Linked DNA regions of Zea mays: region 1 is linked to region 2. The links are chromatin contacts, called in public Hi-C maps. All regions are on one chromosome and are shown on one strand. Each heading gives the region's core, a stretch centred on a gene start, on an enhancer-like site or on the middle of the called end of the contact. The rest is flanking DNA. Distances are from core to core; before and after follow the strand shown. Region 1 holds the start of LOC100279519. Region 2 holds the start of LOC542748 (Thioesterase family protein, mRNA).

What was found. A called contact is a pair of places that touch in the nucleus more often than the background predicts.
Region 1: a contact with region 2 is called in a Hi-C map of bundle sheath, with 3 times the contacts expected there. The contact joins the promoter of LOC100279519 here to the promoter of LOC542748 in region 2. A contact is called at or near these places in 3 of 25 Hi-C or Micro-C datasets (bundle sheath, ear and leaf).

Annotation. Positions count from the first base shown.
Region 1 is chr4:1,033,110-1,038,666 of Zm-B73-REFERENCE-NAM-5.0, forward strand. LOC100279519 reads right to left here and starts at 2,761. Exons shown (of 1, transcript NM_001152518.2): 1 at 620-2,761. The coding sequence starts at 2,706. The coding sequence ends at 760.
Region 2 is chr4:560,315-565,592 of Zm-B73-REFERENCE-NAM-5.0, forward strand. It overlaps LOC542748 (Thioesterase family protein, mRNA), which reads right to left and starts at 3,959. Exons shown (of 9, transcript NM_001112257.2): 1 at 3,770-3,959; 2 at 3,314-3,547; 3 at 3,092-3,170; 4 at 2,754-2,887; 5 at 2,538-2,636; 6 at 2,350-2,454; 7 at 1,683-1,757; 8 at 796-882; 9 at 306-713. The coding sequence starts at 3,853. The coding sequence ends at 678. It overlaps LOC542694 (thioesterase family protein), which reads left to right. Exons shown (of 1, transcript NM_001112210.2): 1 at 1-260. The coding sequence ends at 162.

The DNA.
Region 1 (5,557 bases), core at 1,511-4,010, 470 kb after region 2:
TTTTGTATGACATATTCTACAATTAATATCCCCGGCGTCACGAACGGCTCCGTAGTGAAGGGGCCACGACGGCGGGGTGGCGCAGCCACGAACTCCACCCCAACGACAATTCGTTGAGTCTCGGTTGCTAACCCTGCTCGACTGCGCCTCCCACTCATGTTGCAAGACCAAACGAACTCCCTAAACCACCCAGCGAAGGCCTAGAAGCGACGTACCCAAGAATTTACCGCAGTGGTGATCTTTCTCCTCCTCTCTCTCCCCTCTCTATATATGGCGGGCTTTTGGAAAGATGCAGGTTTTAGAAAAGCTATGGCTAGGTGGTGTACGACACCACATATTTAGCCATGGGCAAGAGTCCGAGCCGGTGAACGAACTCCAGCAAACCTGGGCGACGATCATCATCATGGTGGTGGTGGCTTAGGTAATAGTGTGTTGGTCAATGGCCGTTCTGGTTCCTGGTTGTCAGCCTTTGTGAGGTGTTGGAGGCGCGCCCACCGCTGATTCTGTTCTAGTTCCCGGTTGTCATCCTTTGGAGTTTGGATCTTATTTGAATAACTATCTTATTTGAGTAAGATCTACCTATATGAATATAAGACATATAGATATCATAGTACAGTATCACACGGAACTAACTATATCATAGATATCATAGTATATCACACGGAACTAACTATTCAGGGCCCGTGTTAGGATGAACGACGTCGAAATAATATAGAAACATGCACAAATTTGATAGCCTTAAAATGCTAGCTACAGTACCTATCTATCTGCTGCCCATGTGGACATGGCATAGAGTATGCGTCCCTTCCAGCCCTGGAGGAGCCACTGCTGATCCACATCGATGACAAAGTCCTTGTGGTAGCCCTCCTTGACCAAATCACTCAAACACTTGACCGTGCTAGGATCCAGCGGCAGCTGCCTGAGCCCTGCCCTGCTGCACCGCACCTGCCACTGCCTATACGTCTCGGGTCGCTCCACCCTCTCCGAGCCCTCGCAGGTGATAACGTTCAAGGCACACCGCCCCAGCAGCTCCCGCTCGACCAAGACGCGGTCGTCGCTGTCCCGCGGCGTCGTCGCGTCCATCATGTCGAACAGCGCAGAGTAGTAGAAGAGCGCCTCCCTGAACCGCGTCGCGAAGAAGGGCGCGTTGTGCGAGCTGTTGTCGACGTAGAGGACGAACACCTCCGGCCGCATCCTGCTGATGTTGCCGAGGACCATGTCCCTAGGGCTCGGGCAGTCTCCGTCGACGCCCTCGTCGTCCATGAGTTTCCCGAAGTAGAAGAGACCATTGACGACGAGCACCTCATCTGGCTCTATCTCGAGGTCCTCGGCAAAAATCATCTCCCACTTGGTGGCGACGATGCTGCGGAACTTGAACGGGACGCCGCACTGGCGGGCGAAGTCGCTGAGCCGGCGCCCAGCCCCCTCGGTCCGGGTAGCCGAGCGGAACCCAGGCTGGGGGAAGTCGATGCCGGTGATCCTCACCTCCGGCGGCCCACCCACCCGGGTGGCCCAGGCACCCAGCAGGAGCAGCCAGTGGAAGCCGTGGTCCACGCCGTAGTCCACGATGTGCACCTTCTTCCTCCCCGCGACGGCCTTGCTGATGGCCATATGACAGGACTTGAAGGCTACCATTCTGAAGCAGCAAACTTGCATGGACAGCAGGTATGCCTTCAGGAGGTGGACACCAGCCGGGGCGCGCTTCGGCTTTGCGCCGGTGCCGGCTAGCCGCAGCTCGAGTCCCTGGGCGAAGCAATGTGCTAGCCTCTGCGAGGCGTCTCCCCTCGGCGAGGAGCGTTGCCTGATCTGCCGCAGCAGCTCCGTCGCTCCGGGGCGGTTGCCTGTGGACACGGCCTCTGCGCAGTGGACGAGCAAGGTGCGCAGGTCTACTGCCTCGTTGCCGCTGCTCCTCTGCTGCCTCCCCTGTCCCTGCCGTGACATGGCACCAGGCACGTTGGTGCTCAAGCCGTTCATTTTCTCCAGGGCCACCTCGTAGCCTCTGAGAAATACGCCGTCGGTCACCTCGCCGCTTTCCTCCAGCTCTGGTGCAATCAGCTTGGCGCTTCTAGTGTCGGCCTCGTCGTCGCCGTCATCATCATGGTGGCAGCCCCTGCCTCTACGGTTATTACCACTACTCTCCTGGAAGAATAATGGCATCCCAATCCCATCCACCACTCTGTGTTTGGAGGCATAGTCACGACACAGCAGGCTGGTGTGGGTGCTGCTGGCGACGACGGGCAAGAACTTGTTGGCCTCTTCCATACCCTTGAGGAACGCCCGGTTGAGCATGTCCATGGTTACTACCCCGTCATCTCCAGTCGTACTCGTAGGGCCTGCAGTCTGCTGATGGAAATGGAATCCCGTACCGTCTGGGTAGTAAATTGCTGTCGTGTCGGCTGTTGCCGAGCCGGAAACAGAGGATCCAGCCGAGCCCGCGAGGATCTGAGCGAAGGGCTCCTCAGCGGCCTGAAGGAGCGCGTGGTGGTCGGCATACTGGAACTGGACGTCGTCGTCCTCCATGAGCAAGCGCCTGATGAAATGGAGGTCTATCATCGAGTCCTTGCCATCGTCACCAGGGTGGGGTGTCGGAGGCAGGTCGAGGAAGATGGACGGCGAGAAGGGCTCGGAGTCGTCGGCGGCTGGATCCTCCGGCGTTGGGGCCATGGCAGTCTCGCGCTGGTGGGTGTGGGTGTGATGTGGGTGCATCAAAAAGTCTAGCAGATGGAGGGAGCACTACGCCGCCGCCTAGGGTGGGAAATCATGGAATGGAAGAAGAAGGAAGGCTCCGGGAAGCTGGCGCTGCGACTGCGACTTCTTCGTTATTACACTCCGCTTTCTACGCTACAGCCGAGGAAAAAAATTTAGCTTTGACTTCAATAAAAATCGATTTGTTAAAAATCATCCAAAATCAAAATAAAGATATAATTTATCGAGTCGTTGTAATGGTAGAAATCCGTCACTTTAAATCATGAACCCTATATATACCTTCATCTTTCTGTGCATGGAATCCCAACGATAATAAGATTATCTCCACCGCCAAATTCTTAGAAAAGTTGGTTAGAAAAAAAGTTAATCCAGCTTCTCTAGGACAATGTCAAAAACAACTCGGCTGGCTGGAACCACACCAAAATTCTTAGAAAAGCTGGTTAGAAAAAAAAACTAATCCAGCTTCTCTAGGACAATATCAAAAACAACTCGGCTGGCTGAAAATCGTATAAGGGCATGTACAACCCTGACACTGTTGAACGGTACTCCAAGTATAAGACATAACTAAAACACAATATAATACAGTGGACATGTCTAAAATATGTGTCTTATCATATTTATTGTACCAATTAGAGCATTAAATAAATTAAAGTGATCAATCAGCTAGCCTCCTATCTTGAACATAAAGTTAAGACACTGTGTCTTCGTCAAGATATATATCTTGGGTTTTTTTACATTCACCATTTAGACACACTCGAAGATACAACTAAAAACACTATTGTATGTACCCCAAATGATATACATATGGGGGCCTGTTTGCTTTGCAGTCCTGGGCCTGGGACTGCTAGACGAGGCGAGTAGGCGACACAGCGATCTGAACCTGAAGACATCCAAAATCACAGGCCTCTCAGGTTTTTTTGATAGGACAGGAGGGGCAAGCCCCTACTGAAATTTTATTAAAATTTTAAAACGACAGAGTTAGAAGCATACAGGAAAGTAAATTACAAAATTACAAAAGGGTAAAATTGACGGGATCTATTGCCAATGCTGAAGCCATTCAGGTATTGTCGAATCGAATCTTCCTTTAGCTCTAAGCGTGACCAGATGTAATTCCTTTGCGAACTCATTTTTACAATGCTGCACTGTTGGGTCCTTATCCTGAAAAAGCCAGGCATTACGGCACTTCCAAATGCTCCAAGTCATGAGAATGACAATTTCCATAGAGAAGGAAACATTGAGCTGCTGCATTAGATTTACTGCAGCGTCCACAGGATTAGTAATTCTTGGGGGCGTCAGACCAATAGAATTCCAGCAGCCTTCGCGAAGTTACATTTGAGGAAAAGATGATAAAGGGTTTTCTCCTTTTGGCAGATGCAATTTTCACAAGTGTAAGACTCAAGATTCATGTTTTTCCTCCTCAGCATATCCCTTGTATTGAGTCTGTTCTTTAACCAAAGCCAAAAAAACCTTATGTTTTGGTTGACACTTATTTTTCCAAAGCGATCTGAAGATCTGATGAACTTGAGCCTGACCCATCAAATGTCTATAAGTTTTCTTTGTAGAGAAATTATCAGCTCCCCAAATGAGTTTCCAAGCATCTTTTGTGTTGGCCACCATGATTTGCCCCCAAGTTGCATCTAAGTCAAGAAATTGTTCATAGGCTTGCACCGACAGAGGAAGCTGAAAAATTTCAATAAGGTGTTCCTTTTGGATAGCTTCTTTGACGGTAAGTTTGCTGTTACAAGCAAAGGAAAATAATTCAGGATATTGATGAGCCGGGGTGCCCCTATTCCACATATCTTCCCAGAAAAGAATGGTTCTTCCATCCCCAATAGTTGGGGCAGCCAGTCCCTTGTAATCTTGGACAAGACTAAGCAAACTTTTCCACCAAAAGGAGCCAATTTTTGAGCAGCCAGGGAGCCTGTCTGTCCTATAATAGTTGCTCCAAACCAGGTTTACCCAGGGAATATCATGATTGTTGAAGAACTTGTGCAAAAACTTCAGAAGCAGAGCTTTGTTGTGTGTCTCTAATCTTACCACTCCCAGGCCCCCATTTTTTTAGTCTGTGTAATCATACTCCAAGCAGCCAGAGCGGGTTTCTTCGAATTGACGTCATTTCCTCTCCAAAGACAATGTTTCCGATAAGAATCAATCTTCTTGACCGTGGTAACCGGAATTTTCATGGTGCACATCAAAAAGGTCGGGAGAGCTGAGAACACCGAGTTAACAAGCTCTAGCATGCCAGCCTGGGAAAGGAGAGCAGAGGTGCATGACAATCTCTTCTCAATCCTATGAATGAGCGGTAAAAAGTGGCAGATTTTAGGCTTTGACAGACCAAGCGGAACACCAAGGTAGGTAAAGGGCAATGAACCTAACTGACAGTTGAGGGTTCCGGCTAGAATCTCCATTTTAGCGGGACAGACATTGATGGGGTACATACTTGATTTATTGTAGTTCACCTTTAGCCCCGTCGAAGTTGCAAAAGAGTTCAGAACAGCTCTAAGAAAAAATAGTTGTCTAGGGCAAGCTTCCATTATCAACAGTGTGTCATCCGCATATTGAACTATCGGAAAATCTTGACCACAGTTCGCGGCCAGGGGTAACATGAGCAGGTCTTGCTGCCGCACTTTATTGATGATGCTTTGTAACAAATCCGCCGCGAGAACAAAAAGAAGAGGCGAGAGGGGATCTCCCTGCCTAACCCCGCGCTTGCAATGAAAGGTTTTCCCTGGTACACCATTAAGGAGGACTGAGGACGTGCCAGACCGAAGAATATCCCTAATCCAGCTCATCCATCTGGGCCCAAAGCCTCTATGCAACATCACCTGAAGAATCAACTCATGCTCAAGAG
Region 2 (5,278 bases), core at 2,709-5,208:
GCCGCGCCCGGGGACGCCCTCCGCATCACCGCCAGGGCGCTCGGCCACAAGGGCGCCTACTCCGGCACGCACGTCATCGTCGCCAACGCCGCCACGGGGCTGGTGGTCGCCGAGGGGAGGCACTCGCTCTTCGGCAAGATGAAGATCAGGAGCAACATCTGAATTGGAGCATGTGTGCACACAGTGCTGTGTTTGTTGTCGTGTGCTCTGCTTCTCGACTCCTTGTCAGGAATGTAATGGCAGCAGCTTGCTTCTTCAGTAAAAAATAAAAAAACAGCTCCATTATTATGTTTATTCATTCTCATGATACCACATAACAATCAAGCACTTCACACACAGTGATCGTTACCGATCAGAGCACTTCAGTACAAGGAAGAAAAAAAACGAAACATTAAATCCATCCCAAGCATGCAACAACAGATGCCCACTGAACTAGAGCAGTTCAAGTTCCAACATTCACCACATGTTGTTTACTGACATCTGTTTTCTAGTTCTGAATTTATTCGTTCAGGGATCATGCAACTGTCGGCTGTTATTTTTATTTCTCGCAATTGAGGTGTCAGATCTGTCCTTGTTCCCCAATTCTCGAGGGGGGAGGTGTCATTTCTCCCCTTTTGTCTATAGAAGAAAAACCCTGTGCGTCAATTGTACGCCACCTGACTGCAAAAACTCTATCTTCAGCTTGTCGCTTTCCTCACAAACAGCTTTTGAACCTGACAAGATCAACAGACAATGTGTTAATATTGGATTTAACATGCTCAAATACTTCCACTCTCTCTTCAGCTTTTCATTTACCTGCTCCAATGTCAAGAACATAATCACATTCCAAGATCCCAGTCTTGCAAAGTTTGGCAGGAAGCCTTTGTAAAATGCCAAAGGGCCCTACAGAGTAAGCCACTTAATCATTAGCTAATGCTTGCCTCCTGGAATTCATTGTACACTAACCAGGTACAATAGAGCAGCTCTATATTATAAACAGAATTTTCAGTTCACGGACAACACAACTAAATTGACAAATCAAAGTTCAAATACGCCACAGCAACTCTGGAAGGCACAAAAATAATGGTACAAAAGGAAGATAGATCCAGTATATTGTGAAGAACAAATTTACCCAGACCATATATTAGTTGCACCATGCTAGGGCACAAAAGGCAACTCCTATGTCCTGTCAAGAAACAAAATGGACACTACATGATGGATTAAGACAGTGCACTACTCCACACACTTCGACTACGGAGACAAATCCTTGTTCAATAAGGTCAAATTCTCTAAAAAGAAAAAAAAACTGTCTGCTCCTAGAATGTCAAATATTGAGGAAATGCCACATGGTTGTCACCATGGTACAATGATTACTATTATCAGCTCAAATAAACTCCAAGAGAGACAACTGTTGATGAACGCATTAGGCTATCCCAGCAGATCCCCTATCCCATCCCCTATTTCAAACTTCTCTCTGCAAACAGTTGTCAAACAGTGTCATCTACTGTTCCACGTCCCCTATTTTACAAGCTCTATTGGAGACAGTCGTACACGCTATATGATTTTTTTTAAGGGGTTACACCTTATATTCCTACTGGAACTATCAGATATTTTCAATGGAAGGTCATGTCTGTATATTTTCTGCTCATCTAAATTTGAACCCAGAATCATAACATGAGTAGAAGTGTGGAACTTAGACATACATCATTCTTTAGCGTCTTCACAAAACAATCGAGAGTGCTTTTGTAGGCTGAGTCACCCATCATTCTCGACTTAACCTGCAAGAAGATAACTGTTTGTCAGTCTCAGTCGCACTTGAGGAAGGTATCACCTACAGGCAGAGACTGAAGCCATTAATTCAGAGTCCAACGTTTTTTCAATAACACCGAATATTCCAGGGATATGGCCACAAGAAAGTACTAGATAACTTCCATAGAAATGATCAGCATCCACAGCGACAAATTAGAATCCGCGAATGAAAGGCAGAGTTAAATTGTAACTTTGTAAGAGTGGACCTCACAAATACATGAAAGAGGGGAAACGGCAGCTATGGTTGAAGACTACGGTTGATGTCAAATTCTGAAGCTGTGGCATAAAGGGACAGTCTAAACTGAATTTCCTTGGTGGGAATTTCGAACACATTATAAACTTCAGTTGGCACGATTCCTGAATATGTTAACTGGCAGGGGTTCAAAAGAGAGACTGACATGTTTTATCATGTGCAGCATGTCCTCAGTTCAATACTGGGAGTTGATATACCATAGGGAGTATCAGTAGGGCAAACAAGAAACAATGTTTGACTACACTTCCACAAAAGGGAAATGAACACAAACAAAGGGATAGTTAATTGAGGGCCAGAGGACATCTTACCACATCAACTGGGGAACCAACACAAACAGCAAAGAAGCCAGCACCAAGACCAGCAAAAAGGTGGGTGACCACATCATCTTTGAACCCAGGGAGTTTCAAAATTGACTGCAGCAAGGACAGTATGTATAGGCAAGTGAGGAAGAGCCGATGGAGTTATTCGAGGAGAATTTAAAAGAAGCACACAACACCTGCTTGACTTGATCATAACTGGCCAACTCAGCAGCATTGATGATAGCATTCCGCGCTACATTTGGTCCAAGGCCAGTCCACAGAGCGGCAACCCCTTCCTAAGGATGAGCCAAGCACATCACACATATAATAAGAGCCAAGCTCTAATTTTATTGATTGGTAGCAAAACAAAGAAAGCGAACGGTTAGCTGGGAGAAGAGCATGCCAGCACAGACCTGTCTAGCAATCTTGGAATAAGCATCCATTGCGCCAGTGTAGCGGCGTGGCACACCAGGCGCAAGCTTGCCCTCGGCCTGGAGCCTGACCTTGACAAGGTCAGTAGGGTTGGCGATGCTGATAGCGATGGCACCTTCAATTCAGAATAGAGTTTCTTAGTTTTGTAATCAGATTATATTACTCGTAATAGGTATTTAACATCCAATGCGGCACGTGCTAAATTTTAGTCCCTAGAACCAAACACCCCTAATAACGGATGAATGGAAGAAATAGTAGCTGAAGGTGAACACAACATGTTCGCAGGTCTGGGTGCCTAGCCATCCTATTCCTACCATACCAGTTGTGAAGCCGGCGGCTATCTTCTTGGACAAAGGGACATCCCCAACGTGGTCTTTGCCGACGTAGAAGGATTTGACCTGTAAGTTCAGGCAAGTGGTTGGTTGGACTGGCATTGGGAAATTAGTAGCAGTAGCACAGCAAGTGTTGGAGGAAACAAAATGCATCAGAAAGTTAATTAATGATATGCAGAGTAAATAGTTGACTGCGGTGAGGACCGTACAGGCTCGTAGAGGCCAATGCGGAGCCCCCCGTAGATGCACTGTCGGTGGAGGCCCGGGACGATGCCCTTCCAGAGCGCTGCGGCCCCTTCCTCCCTAGCGATGGTGGCGGCAGTTCCGAGCAGGCCGCGGTACTTGGGAAGCGCTGGCGCGGCGTCCCCGGAGGCGGCGGCGGCGACGACGTTCTTCTGCAGCTGGAGCCTGACCTTGGCCGTGTCGAGCGGGATGGTACATATCTGCGAGAAGATGCAGCAAATTAAAGGGGATAGGATGGGATGGGCGGCGTGATCCTGCCATCCCCCTTCTCTCTTGGGTCTCGGCGGCAAGGAAAAGGAGAAGGAAATGGAAGGAATCGAGTCAGATTTGGGGGCGATGGCGATCCAACAAGTGAAGCCGCGTGGGGAGATGGAAAACGGGTGGGAGTGGGAGGGAGGGAGATGGGTAGGTAGACGAGTTACCTCTGCGAAGCATGCTGCGATGGCGCTGGCCGTGAAGCGTCCGGCGAAGGAGATGTCGCCCTTGGAGCCGTGGTCCCCTGGCATGGCTGCTCCCTGCTGCTGGGCGAGGGGGAGGCAGCACTGCAGCAGCAAGCAAGCAGAGAAGGGAAAGGGTTGTGGCGGGGTGGTGGGCAGGAGAAAAGGCAAAAAGGAAAGGAGAGATCGGACGCCGGCGCCGGCGCCGGACGGAGATCAACGACACAAGGATGTCAACTATTTTTTTCTCCTCTATGATTGTCAATTTTCTTTTCGGCTATAATTTTTATTTAGATATTGCTTATTAATTGTTAGCTATATATTAGCTATAGATATTTAAAATCTACGTATAATTTTAGCAGCTAACTATTACATCTACGTGCTCCATGTTCTTGATTTACTCGTACAAACTACAGCGATTGTACTTATGGGAGAGGAGGGCAAGTGATAATTGATTATTTCGGCGGGCGTCATAACAGCAGTGCGTTCTTTGTGGCAGGATAACGGAGATGACTCAGGCGTGCATCAACACAGCTCAACGCCAACTAGTCGTGGAGGGAGTCGACATTAAGGCCCTTTTTCTATACAATGCAGCTTATAATTATATAAGTCTGGCTCCAGCAAGATTAGCTAAAGCAGTTTATTCGCTACATATAATGGATGCTGGCTTCCGGTACGTCTTCAGCAAGGGCTGCTATAGGCTCCTGTAAATTTAGTACACGCTGCCAGAGACGCCAAATATAAAGTTTGTCGGCCGTCCGCTATGCACTGTTGCTTACGTACGGTCACCCTCTGTAATACTCAAAATTGAATAAGAGGATTATATAGTAAATTCCTTATTTTGTGCGCCCTATTTACATCATGAAAAGAACATACCTATAATTAAGAGATGAACTAAAACAAAGTTTGTCGGCCATCCGCTATACACTCTGCTATGCATTGTTGCTTACGTACGGTCGCCCTCGCCGGTCAAGAACTGTTGCCTGTTTGGTTTTCGTATACGTCTTTGGTTTTCGTGTACGTCTGATAAAAAAAATATATGCAATATAAAGTTTACTTAGAAAACTTTCATGTTTTCTTTTCGGCTATAATTTTTATTTAGGTATTTTATACTATACTTAAAGCACTAGTTTCAATGGTCGTCCCGCGTCATTTTTTTAAAATAATCCCTCATAATTATTTTAAATTAATCTGTTGCACGTCTATAAATGGTCAAACGACGGCCCGACATGGGCCAGACGCCCGTGGGCTACAACTCTGGCTCAGGCACGTCATGCCGGCCTGCTGACTGTGTCGAGCCAGCCCGTTAGTTCGTCAGCCCATTTGATTAAATCAGCGTAAAATGTTAAAAAACGGTGCAGGAGTTGGGGTTCGAGCCCATGCGGAAGAAGTACGGGTGATACTAGGTGAAGTTGTCTAACCAGTAGAACATCATGCTTAAATATTTTTAATATTGAATATAAATTATATATATACGCTTTTTGTAAAATAAAT